Regions from separate parts of the Oncorhynchus mykiss genome. Here region 2 is linked to region 1. The links are chromatin contacts, called in public Hi-C maps. All regions are on one chromosome and are shown on one strand. Each heading gives the region's core, a stretch centred on a gene start, on an enhancer-like site or on the middle of the called end of the contact. The rest is flanking DNA. Distances are from core to core; before and after follow the strand shown. Region 1 holds the start of LOC110503908 (ras-related protein Rab-34). Region 2 holds the start of LOC110503923 (serine/arginine-rich splicing factor 1A).

Region 1 (5,455 bases), core at 1,862-4,361:
TCACTACTCCCAAACACTGTATAGATGTGACTCTGGGCTGGCTGGACTGAATGATGTGGACAGAAATATATGTAGAACAACTGTGTACAATAAATGGTCAGTGCCTGTTTTTTTGGGGGGGGGGGGCTCATGAGTGGCACAGCGGTCTAAGGAACTGCATCTCAGTGCTAGAGGTGTCACTACAGACCCTGGTTCGATTCCAGGCTGTATCACAACCGGACGTGATTGGGGGTCCCATAGGGTGGCGCACATTTGGCCCAGCTTCGTCCGGGTTAGGGTTTGGCCAGGGTAGGCCGTCTATGTAAATAAGAATTTGTTCTTAACTGACTCGCCTAGTTAAATAAAGGTTAAATAAATACCTTTTTATTTTTTTATTTGAAGAGCTATATGGGCTTTTTCCAAATAGTAAAAAAAATAAAAACATTGCAGAATACAACCAAACAGATGTTGAAATGTAATGGTATGCCGTGAACATTTACAGAACATGCCTTACGGTTACTTACTGTAAAAAGTCTAATGTAGCTTAAGAAAAAATAAATTATAAAGTAATTGAGTGACTCGAAGATTACATATCTGATTTTAATTGTTTATTTTATGTACCTTATTAAAGCTTTGTAAAAGCCATTTGTTTGTTGAATGCAACTTTATGATCTGTTAAACAAATAAAGACAATTTGTTAAGGAAGGAATACTTTGCCTAACTGTTTTGAATTATAGTCCCATTCATAAAGATAAAATACTTCATGGATCTATGCTGCCCTCTAGAGCTGTTTTGTATGAACTAAAGCAGGGGTTCTTAAACTTCAGCCTGGGACCCAAGTGAGAAATTCAGTGTTTTCCTGGGACCCAAGTTTAAGAAAATATGCAACTATACATAAATATTGGTACATTTCATTGCCCGTATGCCTAAAACAAATGCAATATAGTCAAAAACGAACAACAATGAAATTAAATATCCATATAAATATCTATAAATGTTTATTTTCCTCCATTAAAAACACTCTTACATATCGGTCTAGGTTGGAACTGTTGCTGTTAAAATACAATAAATCATTTTCAATCTGTACTGGAATAAACGGATTGATCACATCACACAGATGAAAAACAGAACACACACACAGGCTCAGTTTTTGATAGTGCAACCCTAAGTAACAGTACAACACTGAGGTTATGCTCAGCCTTGAAACTGTTTGTGTACTTGTTTTTTTAAAAGTATGTTAGAGTTGAGAACCATGACTCGCATATGTACAGTTGAAGTCGGATGTTTACATCTTAGCCAAATACATTTAAACTCAGTTTTTCACAATTCCTGACATTTAATCCTAGTAACAATTCCCTGTCTTTGGTCAGTTAGGATCACCACTTTATTTTAAGAATGTGAAATGTCAGAATAATAGGATAGAGAATGATTTATTTCAGCTTTTATTTATTTCATCACATTCCCAGAAGTTTACATACACTCAATTAGTATTTGGTAGCATTTCCTTTAAATTGTTTAATTTGGGTCAAAGGTTTTGGGTCGCCTTCCACAAGCTTCCCACAATAAGTTCGGTGAAGTTTGGCCCATTCCTCCTGACAGAGCTGGTGTAACTGAGTCAGGTTTGTAGGCCTCCTTGCTCACACATGCTTTTTCAGTTCCGCCTACACATCTTCTGTGGGATTGAGGTCAGGACTTTGAGATGGTCCATACAAATACCTAGACTCTGTTGTCCTTAAGCCACTTTTCCACGACTTTGGATGTATGCTTGGGGTCATTGTCCATTTGGAAGACCCATTTGCGATCAAGCTTTAACTAAAACAAGTTTTAATGACTCCAACCTAAGTGTATGTAAACTTCCGACTTCAACTATATGTGGTGACAAACTGGCCCAGAACATATACATATACTGCTTTCTCAGTCAGTCAGGAGACCGCTTCCTGCTGTAGATGAGCAACCCAGAACTGTGTTTGCCTCAAAAGCATTTTGCTTCAATCAGTTAATTCCAGTTAAGAATAACAATTATTATTGTATTTTAACAGCAACAGTTCCAACCTAGAGTACTTTTCAACAATAATTTATACAGTAAGATGTACTGGCCTTATCATCTTTCATCTTCATCTGTACCGTTACTAGGGTTACACTATCAGTAGCTAGCTTGCTTTGGTGAATGTTGGCTATTAGCTGTGTACAAGGCCAGCGGATTGTTTGAAAGAGAAACTCACATCTACTACTATGAGAGTTAGTTAGTACTCCCTTATTTCTGCTTATCATTCACCACCTGTTATAAAATGACAGCAATAGCTTACTAGCTAACTTACTTTTCCACTGTCGAAGCACTGTTTCCTGAAGCATTAATGTAAACTCACCCCATTCAGTACAAATGTGCGCAACCGCAACATTCAAATGAGGCTACAAAGAAAACTAATGGGACTGTAGCGACTGTGTTGACGTCAAAATCGGGGGTGTGAACTAGGTTTCCATTCAAGCGTTGATCGAAATGGTAATGGCTCTATAGTATTGGAGAAAAGTTGAAAAAACTGACCCTTCGTTACATCTTGATGTCTCATGTCGTAACATACAGCACGCATTAGGCAACTAATTCTGTCTTACAGCCTCTCTCCACCAGGTGTAGCACTTATATCACCCTTTAAAAACAAGAAATGGACAGTGAAGGGGGTAAGGGGGGGATAGCTAGTAATTTTTTTCGTCATCATTGCATGCGATCATCATTCTCAAAGCCGCTGTTTACTTTCGAAGATCACTTTAGCACCGCCCTAAAAACCCGTTTCAAATTTGACACAAACATTCAAATAGGTATGTAATGACACATTATATAAACTCTTTATAGTGTTATATTTACATTTCAGAGGCGATAAGGTGATAAGTTGGACAGCTCAGTGGAAAAAAAGCAATTTTCCCACACATCATCTCTCTTTCTCACTATCACACATTAGTTTCGCTTCCCCACCCGCCATTTAAAAAAAGACCCAACGGGCTCATTGCCTGTTTGAATTATGCAGAAACGGGCAGCGTTTAGGTCATGTAATTGATTCTGTTGGAAAGGGGAGAAATTGTGCTTTACAATGGTATTGACATTACAGTTGATCTGGAAGTATTACGTTTTTGGGGCGCTAAAATAAGGGCAATTGTACGGACCAAGGCTTACGTGAATTTACGTTATGCCGTTTTGAAATAACTCCCAGTTTACCATCATGCTGTGAATGTATGGTCAAGACGTGTCATTTTATTAATTTGTTCGTGAAGAGACTCATTACTAAGCCCTTCCACACACAAAACACAATGTAGGCGCTCTTCGTTATACGTTTGTATGAAAGAGAAAGAAATTAATCGCTGTATATGCGTTTCATGACAATTGAGCTCAGTAAGTCAGAACTTGTAGCTAGCATGAGTCCATTTGATGACAGCGGCGAGTGATGGCGAGTGGGAATGACAAGTCGATGGCAGACAGCGCATCATCTGCTGTTGACCCACAGCGCTGCATCGTGTGTGTCGCGGAGTGATCTTCAAGAATACAGCAGAAAAAAAGATCCGGTAAACCGCGAAGCACACTCGCGCAGCTGCCAAACTGAGCAAAGACCTCCTGTTTAAGATTAAGCAGAGAGCGCACCGAACAGAGAGCGCAGATGCACTTGGCTAAATCAATTCTAATAATTTATGAAATAATTATACATTTACTCTCACTCGTCGCGACCCACTTTAAGAAAGTCTGAACTAAATAGTTTATGAATGCTGGTGCAAATGCAAGACGAATAGACCACCTCCAGAAATGAAGCTTCAAAACTAAATGTACTGTGTTTTGCAAGATTTTGAGTTAAAATCCTGCCTAATTGTAATTTTCCATTGGCTACTACTGGTAAGACAACAGTCACCTCCCTGTATCCACGAGACAGGAAGTGTCGATGAGCATAGCATATAGAAAAAGTGGCAAAGCAACGTAGGTCTACAGTAATTATCAAAGGTCAGAAAACCCAGCGTTCTATCATCGGAGTAGGGTGCCAATGACTTTAATGTTGGTTTGTAGCCTACATGATTCTGTATAATAAACAATATTGCAAATAAAATTGCCTGTTTGTGCTACACTGTGTCCAAAGATATCTGCCGCCAGGGGGACTCGACCCGCGCTGAACATACTTCCCAAATTCCAACTCGAACCTGGAGGTGAGTCAGAGTCAGTGGTCCGCCTAAAAAACGAAATCATTTGCAGACTACGTTTTTCCCCACTCACTTCCGTAGATCGAGTCTATTTGGTGTAAGCAAATACGTTGAGTGTTTTGGAAAGATTGGGGTTAATTTATGTGAAATCCTCAAATCTAGAAACCAGACTAAAAGTCAAAGCATTGTTTTTATTGACTGAAAAACGGTTTCTGCTCCGTGACGAAAGAACTTCGTCCCGTCCCGTTACAAGGTATGTAAGTCCAGTGACATCCCCGCTTGGACTCTGTTGCAGTTAGCAGCTTTTTTATTTAGCCTTTGTAGACAACTTCGGTTTGGTTTAACCATCTTGGGGGGTCATGTTTCAATGTGTCCCCGTGTTTTGGTTCTTGGAGAGCATGATTACAATTATAAAAAAGCAGCAAGACTATTTTTTGCAATCTATTCTCGGTTCAATATGAACTAGCTATATTGTTGTAAATAGCTTCCAGTAAATATTTGTCTTTGTGCACAGAACAATAGGATTAAAACAGAGATTAGTGGATCATCTCCAGAATGTAGGAGTTACATGTAGTGGCTTGTCATACCACGTGGCATAGGCTACTCTTGCTAATAATTTTCATGTTAATAAAACCTAAATCTCTCTCTCCCCTTATTTGTTTTTTACCCTGTAGGTCTCTCTGATCACTGTTATCTTGGCCTAATGTCTGTCCGGGTGCCATCCATGAGTGTGCTGCCTCCTGTTCGAAGGGACCGCATCATTGCCCAGCTTCCTCAGGTAAGCATCTTACATGCTAGCAGTAAAACAATCATTTGAATGTGTTAACCTTGTCTGAGCTTGCAAAGCCACCGGTAACAGTTTACTTGACACTCAGCGACATAATACGTTATGACATGGTCATAACCATGTAATAACATGTCATAAGAGCTGACATAACTTGTCATAACCTGTAACAATATGGTCATAACACTATCATGACAATATTTAGACCTGTTGTGACATATTGTGTTATTTTAGGGCTGGTTATGACACCTACATAAGAGTGTCAAAACCCACAAAACCTACCACACAAGGCAAACATTATATTACACCATAGCCTATGTGTCAACAGTATGTTTATGTTATATACGTTTTTTTGCAATTGACCATATTAAATTGTCATTGTAATTGCGCACACGTTGATGTCAGACATTCACCTACCCCAATGTTCTGTTGCTGATGAGTGGGATGAATGCAGGAGGTGATTTCAGGAGCAAGACCCGACACCCACTTTTAGACTAATAACTGACATAAGGGCATGTA
Region 2 (5,455 bases), core at 1,215-3,714, 380 kb before region 1:
TCAGCAACCATCACTCCTGTGTTCCAATGGCACGTTGTGTTAGCTAATGCAAGTTTATCATTTTAAAAGGCTAATTGATCATTAGAGAACCCTTTTGCTATTATGTTAGCACACCTGAAAACTGTTGTACTGATTGAAGAAGCAATAAAACTGGCCAACTGGCCATAGACTAGTTGAGTATCTGGAGCATCAGCATTTGTGGGTTCGATTACAGGCTCAAAATGGGCAGAAACAAAGCACTTTCTTCTAAAACTCGTCAGTCTATTCTTGTTCTGAGAAATTAAGGCTATTCAATACTAGAAATTGCCAACAAACTGAAGATCTCGTACAACGCTGTGTACTACTCCCTTCACAAAACAGCGCAAACTGTCTCTAACCAGAATAGATAGAGTGGGAGGCCCCGGTGCACAACTGAGCACGAGGAAAAGTACATTAGAGTGTCTAGTTTGAGAAACAGACCCCTCACAAGTCCTCAACCTACAGCTTCATATTTCTCGCATGGAATAGCCTTCATTTCTCAGAACAAGAATAGACTGACAACTTTCAAAAGAAAGTGCTTTGTTTCTGACCATTTTGAGCCTGTAATCGAACCCACAAATGCTGATGCTCCAGATACTCAACTAGTCGAAGAAGGGCAGTTTTTTTGCTTCTTCAATCAGTACAACAGTTTTCAGCTGTGCTAACATAATTGCAAAAGGTTTTTCTCAATTAGCCTTTTAAAATTATAAACTTGGATTAGCTAACACAGCGTGTCATTGGAACACAGGAGTGATAGTTGCTGATTATGGGCCTCTGTACGCCTACATGTAGATATTCCATCTTATAGTCATTTACAACATTAACAATGTCTACACTGTATTTCTGAAAAAGGTTATGTTATTTTAATGGACAAAAAAATTGATTTTCTTTCAAAAACAAGGACTTTTATAAATGACCCCAAACTTTTGAACGGTAGTGTATCTGGAAAATATTCTTAGTTAATTTATCCTCACCCATAAACTAGTAGGCTATTTGTAGCTTGTCGTCTGATTTACTTTCATATAAATTGGTCCATGGCACCATCTACTGGCCCAAAGATTGTAGTTGATGATCAAATCAAGTTGTATTTGTCACGTGTGACAAATACAACAGGTAAGGGAAAGGGGGATATCTAGTCAGTTGTTCAACTGAAATGTGCCTTCCGCATTTAACCCAAGCCCTCTGAATTAGAGAAGTGCGGGGGGCTCTTAATCGGCATCCACGTTTTCGGTGTAGCCCTTACTGTGAAATGCTTACTTACAAGACCTTAACCAATAATGCAATTTTAAGAAAAATAAGAGTTAAGAAAAATTTTACTAAATAAACTAAAGTAAAAAAATAAAAGAGAAACAATAAAATAACAATAATGAGGCTATATACAGGGGGTACCGGTACCAAGTCAATGTGTGGAGGTACAGGTTTGTCGATGTAATTAAGGTAATATGTACATGTACAGTAGGTAAAGTGACTATGCATAGATAATAAACAGTGAGTAGGAGCGGTGTAAAAAAGGGAGGTGGGTCAAAGCAAATAGTCCGAGTAGCCATTTGATTAGCTGTTCAGCAGTCTTATTGCTTGGGGGTAGAAGCTGTTAAGAAGCCTTTTGGACCTAGACTTGGCACTCCAGTACCGCTTGCCGTGCGGCATAGCTAGGGTGGCTGGAGTCTTCAGGAATTTTTAGGGCCTTCCACTGACAGTTATAGATGTCCTGGATGCCAGGAAGCTTGGCCCAAGTGATGTACTGGCCTGTAGCCCCTTACAGTCGGAATGCAAGCAGTTGCCATACCAGGAGGTGATGCAACCAGAGTGGGATGCTCTCGATGGTGCAGCTGTAGAAATTTTTGAGGATCAGAGGACCCATGCCAAAACTTTTCAGTCTCCTTAGGGGGAATTGCCGTTGTCGTGCCCTCTTCACGACTGTCTTGGTATGTTTGGACCATGATAATAGGTGATGTGGACACCAAGGACCTTGAAGCTCTCAATCTGCTCCACTACAGCCCCCATCAATGACAATGGGAGTATGCTTGGCCCTCCTTTTCCTGTAGTCCCCGATCATGTCCTTTGTCTTGATCACGTTGAGGGAGAGGTTGTTGATATAGTATATTAGGCTCCAAGGTCCTAATTCATAATCAATGTAGTGTCTGTATACTTTAGATGCACACTCACTTGTGAAGTCACTATTATTGGTGTAGGCCGTCTACCTATAATAATAGGTTGCTGGACACTACTCATTAGGCAAATTATAAATAATGATGATTTAAAATTGCAAGATGAAAATGTCCAAACAATCATTATCTAAGAATCTGATCACCTGAAATTATTCGCGTAATCATACCAATATCACACACCAGCGTTAATTTATTAATTTGACATGTATTCTATAAGGGAGGCATACTGAGACCCAGGTCTCTTTTACAGATTGTATTACCGTGGACTATTTTATTTGGCGGACGTAGCCATTTCTAGTTCTCTACTGGGCACATTTCTGGTGTTCATGAATGCCCTCGCGGAGAAGCGTAGCTATCTAGTACACAACTTTAAGCGCGAGTGATACCTTATTTCGTGTTTTCAGCAGTGTTTGTGTACTATACTCAAATTAATTTCTAATCGGCGGTGATATACTTGAATACCGTCTTGCGCGAAATCGCTTTTTATTTCAACCTACCGCTAAAAGAAACTAGCTAACGTTAGCTTGCTAGCTAACATGTCGGGAGGCGTCGTGCGAGGCCCCGCAGGAAATAACGATTGTCGAATTTATGTCGGAAATCTACCTCCTGATATTCGCACTAAAGATGTCGAGGACGTGTTCTACAAATACGGAGCTATTCGAGACATCGATTTGAAAAATCGGAGAGGGGGACCTCCCTTTGCCTTCATCGAATTTGAAGATCCCAGGTAGCTAACGTTAAAGGCTAGCTTGTTAGCAACTCGTGCACTGCTCTAACGTTATCTGCTCATGCGACAACGTGAATCTTCTCTGCACATGTTTCTACCGTAACTATCTATTTTCGTTTTAGGAATGTACAGTAACATCAATTGGCCTGATAGCTAGTTGCTTCCGTTTCGGCATTTACATGTTGTGAAGGTGTCTTTGTTTGTGGCTAGCCGACCAAACTATCGTAAATCGTGGCGTTAAGTTGGGCCGGTTAACTACTGGTAACATATAATATGCTAATGAGGCACACCGCAGAGTGCTGTGTGGACGATTGTTTAGCAATATTTTTCTATTATCACTTTTTCAGGGACGCAGACGATGCAGTGTACGGACGAGACGGCTATGACTACGACGGTTATCGGCTGCGAGTTGAATTCCCTCGGAGCGGAAGGGGTGGGGGGCGAGGCGGTTTTGGTGGAGGTGGTGGTGGTGGTGGGGGCGTTGGTGGCGCTCCTAGAGGCAGATACGGGCCGCCATCCAGACGCTCCGAGTATAGGGTCATTGTCTCAGGTGAGTCATGTAACTAGGGTGTTAAGGGTCAAAATTAAACTGCTTTTGGTATTATACTTTGTCCTCAATTTTATAGACATGCTTCTCAGGAACACTATGAGATTAGGGATTTACAGTTGTTGAGATCTCATTTACAAGTGATCGAAAAGGTTGTGGACTGGTCATTGTTAATCCCAAATCAATAATGGCCTCAAATCCATCTGTAAGTAGTCTATATTTCAACAGGTTTTGCCCAATATCTCAAGGTAGGGTGGCCAAATGTAATGTCATTTTTAGTAGCGAGTGTCGCAGCGGTCTAAGGCACTGCACCTCATTGCTTGAGGCGTCACCACAGACACCATGGTTCGAATCCAGGCAGTATCACAACAGGCCGTGATTGTGCGCCGCCCTATAGGACTCCCAATTGGCCCAGCGTCGTCGGGTTTGGCCAGTGTAGGCCGTCATTGTAAATAAGAATTTAACGTGCCAAGTTAAATAAGGATTAAATCAATAAATCAGAGTTGATTCAAATACAAGTAAAATGTATGCAATTAAACTGATATTATGGAAATGAGTCAGTACACAATTACAGTAATTTAAGACAAAGTTAAGGTAGGGTGGTCATATTAACAAATCTTTGTGCTTTGTGCAAAAGTACGTTTGCAACAATTTCATATATTAGAATCAAATTTTTATACGACTTCATGCAAAATAGGTACTTATTACGCAAATTACTATATGGAATTAAATTAAATAAAAAAACAGGATGGTAGGCCCATTCATTTAAAATAAGGTGGACATATTGTTAACATACAGTACCAGTCAAAAGTTTGGACACCTATTCATTCAAGGGGTTTCCTTTATTTTGACTATTTTCTACATTGTAGAATAATAGTGAAGACATAAACTATTAAATAACACACGGAATCATGTAGTAACCAAAAAAGTGTTAAACAAATCAAAATATATTTTATATTCTATAAAGTAGCCACCTTTTGTCTTGATGACAACTTTGCACACAATTGGCGTTCTCTTAACCAGCTTCATGAGATAGTCACCTGGATTGGATTTCTATTAACAGGTGTGCCTTGTTAAATGTTAATTTTTGGAATTTCTTTCCTCAATGTGTTTGAGCCAATCAGTTGTGTTGTGACAAGGTAGGGTTGGTATTAGAGGTCGACCGATTATGATTTTTCAACGCCGATACCGATTTTATTGGATAGCAAAAAAAAAGCCAATACCAATTAATCGGGCAATTTTTTTTATATATTTGAAATAATGACAATTACAACCACACTGAGTGAACACTTTAAAAAATTTTTTTAACTTAATATAATACATCGATTTTATTTATTTAGGCTCAAATAAATAATGAAACGTGCTCAATTTGGTTTAAATAATGCAAAAACAGTGTTGGAGAACGTACAAGTGCAATATGTGCCATGTAAAAATAAAATAAAAAGCTTAACGTTTAAGTTCCTTGCTCAGAACATATGAAAGCTGGTTTTTCAATATTCCCAGTAAAGAAATGTTAGGTTGCAGTTATTATAGGTATTATGACGCGTCGACTATTTCTCTCTACCATTTGTATATCATATACCTTTGACTATTGGATGTTCTAATAGGCACTTTAGTATTGCCAGCCTAATCTCAGGAGCTGATAGGCTTGAAGTCATAAACGGCGCTGTAATCATGCATTGCTAAGAGCTGCTGGCAAACAGTCAAGTTTGAATGAATGCTTACGAGCCTGCTGCTGCCTACCACTGCTATATCAAATCATAGACTTAATTATAATATAACAAACACAAATACGAGCCAATGGTCATTAATATGAAAACTATATGTTTATTCTTTCAGTGAAATATGGAACCGTTCTGTATTTTATCAAACGGGTGGCAACCCTAAGTCTAAATATTGCTGTTACATTGCACAACCTTCAATGTTATGTCATAATTATGTAAAATTCTGGCAAATTAGTTTGCAACGAGCCAGGCAGCCCAAACTGTTGCATAT

What was found. Hi-C and Micro-C count contacts between places; a contact is called where the count stands out from the background.
Region 2: a contact with region 1 is called in a Hi-C map of liver, with 6 times the contacts expected there. The contact joins the promoter of LOC110503923 here to the promoter of LOC110503908 in region 1. A contact is called at or near these places in 2 of 3 Hi-C or Micro-C datasets (blood and liver).

Annotation. Positions count from the first base shown.
Region 1 is chr24:18,067,216-18,072,670 of USDA_OmykA_1.1, reverse strand. LOC110503908 (ras-related protein Rab-34) reads left to right here and starts at 3,111. Exons shown (of 12, transcript XM_036961744.1): 1 at 3,111-3,853; 2 at 4,092-4,158; 3 at 4,827-4,930. The coding sequence starts at 3,785.
Region 2 is chr24:18,444,562-18,450,016 of USDA_OmykA_1.1, reverse strand. It overlaps LOC110503923 (serine/arginine-rich splicing factor 1A), which reads left to right and starts at 2,464. Exons shown (of 4, transcript XM_021582575.2): 1 at 2,464-2,913; 2 at 3,261-3,463. The coding sequence starts at 2,723.